2 separate regions of the Mus musculus genome follow, and region 1 is linked to region 2. A link is a contact called in public HiChIP or PLAC-seq data. All regions are on one chromosome and are shown on one strand. The core of a region is the stretch at or near the end of the contact, and the rest is flanking DNA. Distances in the headings are between cores, read along the strand shown.

Region 1 (4,293 bases), core at 298-2,797, 59 kb before region 2:
CAGTGCCTCCTCCAGGGCTGGGTCCCGCGGCCTTTCCAGGGTCTTAGGACCTGGTGGGTCCAAGGGAAAAGCAGCCTGACGCCTGCCTTGCAACCTTTCCCTCTGACACTGCAGCTAGAAAAAAGCAGATTTCTTCTTGAGCCTCCACTGGTGTCAGAAAACCTGGCTTGGGTGGACTGTGAGGGTTTGGACATTAGCTGATGCAAATCACAGGGAAATGTTAATTCCAGTGAGGGAGAAACCCTGTGTTTAGCTATCTTCCTTTCCCTTCTTAGATGGCCCTGCTTCCTTCCGCACTCTCGCTCTCACCAAATTAGCTAGTCCATGAAATCCCCCTGGGTTTAGAGCACTTGTTTCGCGGATTGGCGTACAACCCATATTAACTATGCACTTTCTGCTATTCCTCTTGTGACTGTCCCTGATTCTTCCTTCTTTGCGGAGAGTATGATGCATTTTATTTTAGTCAATCGATGCGCACAAATACTGGGATAACACAACCCACACATCTGCGGTGGAGGCTGCTTTCAAAATTGAGTTTAGGGATCAATACTAAGTCGGAATGCTCCAAATTGCATGAATTCACCAAATTCAAGCCTTGGGCTCCCAAGCCCTTTTCCTGAGTAATTAACACACTCACAGGTTATAGCTGTGCATCTACACTTCCTGCCTCTCTCAAAACAGGATGCTTTCCTCCTGTGTATTTGGCTTTACCTAAAGATCACTTGGTTGCTTTGAAAAACACGACCCCCAAATTAGTGGAGCCAAACCCTGTCACCACCCTTCATGCTGATCTCCTCACCTTATTTTTCTAAGACCTAACAGTAGCACTTAGAAGTGGGCTAGTGGATGCTCCACAAACCTTTGCCCAACTTAATATTTCACTCGTGAGGGAGCAGCCAACACTTGGCTCCCAGGATTTCTAGATCTGTGTGATATTAGAGTTACAATACATGCCAAGCAATACTTTGTTGGATGATGGTTGGTTGGTTTTTATGGCCTGGATCTTAGCCACATAGACTGGTGTCTAACTAGGGGAGATGGACAGCAGTTGTCCTCTGTTGCAAAGGACAGTGAGTTTGACCAGAGACATGATTGGCTTCTGAACAAGAATTAGAAGAGCTTGCAGCCCATTAAGACTCTCTCTCTCTCTCTCTCTCTCTCTCTCTGTGTGTGTGTGTGTGTGTGTACAAACAGGTAGTCTGAAAGAAGTCCCTAAGAAAAACCACCAAAGAAACTAGGTTTATAGTGCATTAGAATATCCCAGTTTTGAAGCTCATGTCTGAGTCTTCCTTCAGGTTAGGTGTCTGGAAGAAGACAAAAGACTCTTGTTCTGTCCCGGGAGGAACTGGGAGTCAAGAAAAGCTTTGAGGTTCTCCAGAAGGAGCCACTCTTCTAATCAGGGCTATCAATATGTCTGTGTTTAACCCTATTGGATAAAGACTTAGTCAGTAGACTTAGACCCTAAAATAGTAGCAGCTTAGCAAGGAGCTCACAGATCTGTCAAAGCCTTCCCAGGCCGGAAGCTGGGGAGGAAGAGAGAGGGAAACGCCATTTGTGTGGCTACCATCCTCTTGACTAAGATGACAAACCAACCATTTCAACAGAACTCTCTTGGAAAGTTACTGAAGAAGCATTCAGAGACACTGGAAGGCTGGAAGAGAATTTCCATCCTTAGTGCTTGCCTCCTTTGGGTTAGCTCCAGGAAAAAACACAATGCTGTGGTAAGTGATGGTCTGTGGTGAGGCACAGAGGGACTGTGCCAAACTTAGCAGCCACCTTGCCCCTCTCCTGTGAAAGTTGGATGTCACACAAATGCATAGGCTACAGCTTGCTCAGGGGCTGAAAGGGCAAACTCCTCAATCTCTGAAACACCCTGGAAGGGCCTGGACTCCTGGATCTGCCAGGAAGAAAAGCATGACTCACACTCATCCTCCTCAAGTTCCCTGTTTTCCCTCCTTGCAGATGAATACCCTGATCCCCTGATCATCAGCAGGGAAAATGTCAAAGGGTAGTTTGCTTCCTCTGCGTTGGGTCCAAAGATGCAGTCCCAAGGAAGGCTAAGCTTTCAGATTTTTTCATCACTACACCTATTTGAATTAAAAACTGTATGTTATAGTAGAAATTGCCATAGACAGGCTTATTCACCCTTTTCCTGTCTGTCTTCCCTTTTTTCTTTTTCCACCCTCTTAGCTCCCCCCATTCTTCCCCCTACCTAACCCTCACACTCAGGTGGAAGCCTTTCTCCTGGAGTGGAAAGAAAGGAAGAGCTAGACTTACAGCAGAGTTGAGAGAGGCAGTATGGAAGCTGTGGTCACTACTGCACTTTCTTGCTGGGATGAAGGGTCAGAGCATCCCAACCTCTTGGCCCTCAAATGCTGAGATGCTCTGCTTTGAGTGTGGCAAATAGCATGTACACCACACCCAAAGAGCTCCATTCCATACACACCCATGCACACGGCTATGGGTCCGACACAGAGTGCATTGCCAGATGCAAATGTACAGAGGTGCTTTTAATTTTGTTCCAAGTGTTACACATCATGTGGCAAATTGGCCTTCAGAAAGCCAATTTTATTTTTTTCTGTTAATAATAAAAGACTTCTTAAACAAGCTTAAAGTATGTGATTGAGAATTAAGAGTGTACATCTTTATGGCTCAAGTGTTTCTTATCTGATTTTAAAAAGAAGACTAATACACTTTTTTTTAAATAAGGAAGGTTTTTTTGTTTTTTGTTTTTTTTAATGGAAGAGTTTGGTTAACGTTAGAACTGTCCAGTGGTTCTGCTGTTCACATGCGTTTAAGAAAATAATAAGAACATTTAAATCCTTTAAAAATCCTTTTACATTTTTAATGGATTGTGAATTTTAAAAAGTAAGCTAGGAAATTAGTCATATACTCTTACCATCTTCTTGATAAAAATTATCTATGAAATGTCCACTTTACCTAAACTATCAGCATTTCATATTATCTTAAACATTTCAACCTGTGTTTGTAGTTGTAATATGAGATTATAGTAAAATACAACGGAAGCATAACTCATTTTGTGAAACTTACATGGGGAGAAAATATTACTTATTTTGCAGGTGGGTAACCGGGATTCTAAAATCTTGTCACTTGCATTAATCTCTTGTTGGTCTGACCTGGTTGAGATCTGACACAACAGAAGGATTTCCAGATGAGTTGGAAGCACCCTGATTGTGAACTTCCCACAACTCTCTGAGCTGAACTTTAGTGTATACTTCAAGACTGGTCTTAAATGTGGTCTTCAATGGGAAGAAAAGTGCAAAAATTTTTTTGTTAAGGAAAAGAAAATGAGGAACCTTTTAATAAATACTGTTAGGACCATTGAGTCCAGTTACCTTCTATAATGTGAATGGAAGGAATCATTATAGCTGACTGAGCCGTTGACATGGTTTCTTCATTCAGGATCCTGGCCAAAGGAATAGCATGTCAATGTGTAAAATTCTAGCCAAAGATAAGCCATTACAATGGAAATCGCAATGTGCAAAGTCTCATTGAAGCCAATGAAATTGAGTGTAATATCCATACAGCATTCTCATCTGCTTGCTCCAGGATTTAGTATGCAGCTCTGCACTGAAATGAGATTATGCATATAAAATGCCAATATAGAATACACTGCCCAATAAAACATTAGAAGAGCAACTTACAGCCCATAGACATGGGCTTTACTTAAATTTGAACTTCATATACAAAATAAACCAGAGCCCCATCAGAACACTAAATCTACACCATGCCCTAGATCTGGATTTTCATGCTTCTTTCTGCATGACTCCCCGACCCCCTCTCCTATCCAAACACAATTCTTTTAAGGGCACTCTTCAAATCATCTAGCAATTCCCAAAGGGAACCCAGGAGTCTCTTAAACTGCCTTTCTAAATTAAAGGGCCCCAAACAATGTAAGTGCATTTTTGACCAAATACATATATTTGTATGTGAATGGAATTATATATACATATATCATATATACATGTACATATTAGAAAGCATTTGGATCTGAGAACCTATGGTTTCATTAAAAAAAAAAAAAAAAAAAAAAAAAAAAAGCCCAAAGGCACCAAAGGGAAAACACCCCCACAGTGGATTACAGGGTTATGGGACAGGTCACTAGGAACGGGAAATAAAACTCAATGTTAGGTTTGGTCTGTAAATTATGCACCTTTCAGGAAAGGGGGTTGAAGGTCTCTTCACTCAAGGGGTTTTTTTTCCCATCCATTTTGCTATTAATTCTTAACTCTTGGTAGGCAGTTCTTTAATGAGGTTGTTTGTGGCAGGTTA
Region 2 (3,923 bases), core at 1,054-3,553:
CTCTGTAGACCAGGCTGGCCTCTAACTCAGAAATCAGCCTGCCTCTGCCTCCCAAGTGCTGGAATTAAAGGCATGTGCCACCACCGCCCGGCTTCTTGTACTCCAGAAGTACAAAGCTGCTGTCATCTTTGGTCAGAGAAACTTCTCTTTGCAGTAGAGGTTAAAGTACAGAGAATGAATGACTACTGAGTGCACTGCTCTAAATAGGACATCTGTATCACTCCCTCCATGGCTCCGGGCACAAATCAGAACAGAGACAGACAGGATGTAGGAGCCAGGGGGTGAGGAAGAGTGCCATGAAATGTCTTCTAAACAGGACAGGGCTGTTACACTTAGGTACGCACAGCATCTGTGGTTACCTGCGCAAGACTTGGCGTGACAGGGCTTGTTAACATTCTCATATAGCTGAGAAGGGGCTTATCAGGCCCCATCCATCTCTGAGGAGCTATAGGCAATTAATAGCAGCTGGGGGGGGGTCCTTTTTTGAGCCACTGGTAAGTTTCCCACACATTAGTCTATACCAGCCCCCACATTAATGCAAGCAATCCTAATTAATGGGTCATAAAAAAAATACAAAGCAAAGTCAACAAAAAAAGACATGAGCCGGGCGGTGGTGGTGGCACATGCCTTTAATCTCAGCCCTTGGGAGGCAGGGGCAGGCAGATTTCTGAGTTCGAGGCCAGCCTGGTCTACAAAGTGAGTTCCAGGACAGCCAGAGCTATACTGAGAAACCCTGTCTGGAAAAACAAAACAAAACAAAACAAAACAAAACAAAACAAAACAAAACAATATAAGTGTAGGAGGGAAATTGTTGGGAAGGCAAAACGGGGTTCAGCAGGAGTGGGAGGGGATGAGAGAGTATAAGAAGGGATGAAAATATCCAGAATGTATTCTATGTAGTGAAAATTCCAGAATTTCAATTTCTTTAAAAACATAGAAATATTATACAAATGTGCCTTTGTTTTAATCCCAAGTGTAAAAACACAGGGCTACTTTAGACTGCTTGCTGCAGCTGACTATGATTTGCTGCATGCTCTAGCAGAGGTGTGGTTTTATAGGGAGGGGGGTTGTTGATCCTTGAGTGTGTGTGTGTGTGTGTGTGTGTGTTTGTGTCTTCTCGTGGAGCTGGGTGTGGGGGTAGGGAAGGGAGGGGCATGTTGGTTGAGGTTTGTTAGAAGCCATAGTCAAGGAAAAAACAAAAGTAAAGAATTAGATACAGGGATTTTTCTAATTTCTCTCTCCCCTCTATCCTTGTTTCTCTTTTATTTAGTGTTAGAGGTTGAAATGGTTGGTGGTGAGGATATAAAGGACGGGAAAAAGAAGAACCCAGAAAGTAGCAAAGACCAGCTACAAGCAAAGAAGAAACAAGAGGAAAGAAATTAGATTCAGAGATTTCTCCCTTTCTACTCTATCCTTCTTTCTCTCCCATCTAAGTGATAAGGAGTGGGGGGGGGGTGGGGTTAAAGGGTGGGAGAAAGAAGAAAATACAAAGTAACTAAGCCAGCTACAATTATATCTACATAGGAAACTAGCAAAAAATAATAAATATAAAAAGAAAACAAGGGGCTGGCGAGATGGCTCAGCGGGTAAGAGTACTGACTGCTCTTACAAAGGTCCTGAATTCAAATCCCAGCAACTACATGATGGCTCACAACCATCCGTAATGAGATCTGACGACCTTTTCTGGAATGTCTGAAGACAGCTACAGTGTACTTAAATATGATAAATAAATTAAAAAAAAAGAAACAAAAAGAAAACAAAAACAAGTATAGTAAAGAACTGAACTTGTCCAAAAGAGTTCTTGCCACACCCACTCCAGTGTATTCTGTATGACAAGTCCAAAAGCTTGGCCTCAGTCCTGAGTCGAACTCAGAAATCCATCTGCCAGCTGGGCGTGGTTGCACATGCCTTTAATCTCAGCACTTGGGAGGCAGAAGCAGGCGGATTTCTGAGTTTGAGGCCAGCCTGGTCTACAGAGTGAGTTCCAGGACAGCCAGGACTACACCGAAAAACAAAAAAACAAAGAAAAAAAAAACAAAAAAAACAAACCAAACCAAAAGGTTCATGGAAACTGGTCTCCAGGAGGTTCCGTAACAGGGATGTGGTCCAGATTTGTCCTTGATATAGTCTGTAGAGGGTTTCGCACACTTTCTTTCAGTATTGTTTTATTATAAGTGCCCCCAAGGAATGATTTGAGGAATAGTCAAGTTAGATTGAACATTGCTTCCTGGCCTCCACCCTTGTCCCAACCTCCTAGTCAATGGTTGAGCTGACCTTGGGCTTTGAATTTCGTAAGAATGTTACTTATTCAGACGAAATGCCTCCAGTGTTGATAGAGAGATAGTGAAAGAAAACAGGCGTTGCTGTTTACTGGAAAGAGTTAGAAATCTCAGCTGGGCGTGGTGGCGCACGCCTTTAATCCCAGCACTCAGGAGGCAGAGGCAGGTGGATTTTTGAGTTCCAGGCCAGCCTGGTCTACAAAGTGAGTTCCAGGACAGCCAAGGCTATACAGAGAAAACCTGTCTCGAAAAACAAACAAACAAAAAAAAAGAGTTAGAAATCTCAGGGCAGCCGGGCATGGTGGCATGCCTTTAATCCCAGCACGAGGCAGAGAGGCAGAGAGGCAGAGAGGCAGAGAGGCAGAGAGGCAGAGAGGCAGAGAGGCAGAGAGGCAGAGAGGCAGAGAGGCAGAGAGGCAGAAGCAGGCGGATTTCTGAGTTTGAGGCCAGCCTGGTCTACAAAGTGAGTTCTAGGACAGCCAGGGCTATACAGAGAAACCCTGTCTCAAATACCCCCCCCCCCCCCCCAAAAAAGAAAGAAATCTCAGGACAAGTTCAACTAAATAATCTTAGAATACTCATCACTGTCATGTTGGCAGACTACATTACATAATAGAAGAAAGAATGTGGGTTGTGGTTTAAGAAGGAACTAGAGTAAATACTTAGAATAACAGCTGAGTCACTCCCATATACAGGAATTTACAATGGCCTAAGAAGAAGGTGGGTTATACAATAGACTAGAATTGGAACTATGGCTAGGGCTTGAACCCCTTGTCCTTGGCTTCTAATAATAATCTGATTTTAGATAGGGCTGATTTTATCTCAGTTGTAAACACTGCCTGGTTCCTGCCAGTTTTCATGTATGTATTTTTTTTTGTTTTGTTTAAAGAGTCATAATGCATGACCTTAATGTATCTTGGCTGATGTATTACCTAACTTCCTTGTTTTCTTCTGTAATGACTATATAAGCCTGATGCTCGCTTTGAAAAATTACACTCAGATTCAGCACTCTCTTTTGTTTGAGTCTGTTTGTCACTTGCTGACTCCTTGCCCACCTGAGTACCAGAATTCTGATGGACTTTGCCCGTGGCACGTTCTAACCTTTGACTTAGGACCTTGGAATATTCTGTCAGGTACAGAGTTTTGCTTGCCTGAAATCTTTGGACTATACCAAAATGGGATTTAATGTGAGGGCCTTGGGTTGTGTTGGATCAATTTGTGTTCCTGAAGGACTGGTGACTGAGATGAGCCATTTGGGAAGCCAGTCACCCCAATAAAATCATGTACATCAAAGTTTGAGGAGTTTCCTCTTTGGATAACACATTGTCCATAGAGTTACAGACATCATTACTGGGAAGAATGAATGGTACCCATGATGCCATAGGGGGCCGACAACTGGAAACTCCTCCTTGAAACTCTTCTGGCTTTTGCCCATGTGTCCTTCCTTGTTGGAGTTTCCTTGATGGGTGTTAACCTGTATCCTTAGCCGTAGCAAATAAACTATAGCTGTGAGTGGCTTCTAGTAAGTTTTTGTTTGTTTGTTTTTGTTTTGTCTTGTCTTTGGTTTGATTATTTATTTATTTATTTTTTGAGATAGAGTTTCTCTACATAGTCCTGGCTGTCCTGGAACTCAGTCTGTAGACC

Evidence for each region. HiChIP or PLAC-seq counts read pairs in DNA pulled down with a chosen protein or histone mark.
Region 1: a contact with region 2 is called in an H3K27ac HiChIP or PLAC-seq map of embryonic stem cells, with 19 read pairs. The contact joins the promoter of A930004D18Rik here to the enhancer-like site in region 2. A contact is called at or near these places in 1 of 15 datasets of contacts at CTCF or cohesin (embryonic stem cells), 23 of 484 Hi-C or Micro-C datasets (embryonic stem cells, morula, reprogramming fibroblasts and 2 more), 14 of 115 datasets of contacts at active chromatin or transcription factors (bone marrow-derived macrophages, embryonic stem cells, expanded potential stem cells and 1 more) and 2 of 9 other capture datasets (adipose tissue and pancreatic islet).

Annotation. Positions count from the first base shown.
Region 1 is chr2:18,034,995-18,039,287 of GRCm38.p6, reverse strand. It overlaps A930004D18Rik (RIKEN cDNA A930004D18 gene), which reads left to right and starts at 1,547. Exons shown (of 2, transcript NR_028376.1): 1 at 1,547-1,721. It overlaps Gm33085 (a long non-coding RNA gene), which reads left to right and starts at 4,066. Exons shown (of 3, transcript XR_001783238.2): 1 at 4,066-4,293.
Region 2 is chr2:17,976,836-17,980,758 of GRCm38.p6, reverse strand. No RefSeq gene overlaps it. Among named protein-coding and RNA genes, the nearest start is that of H2al2a, 18 kb to the left of the region's middle. Within about 2 kb of position 2,303, at least 21 of the 459 cell types and tissues checked have an H3K27ac peak or open chromatin away from gene starts, as enhancers often do. A contact at or near this core is called in embryonic stem cells, morula and trophectoderm, where this site is marked.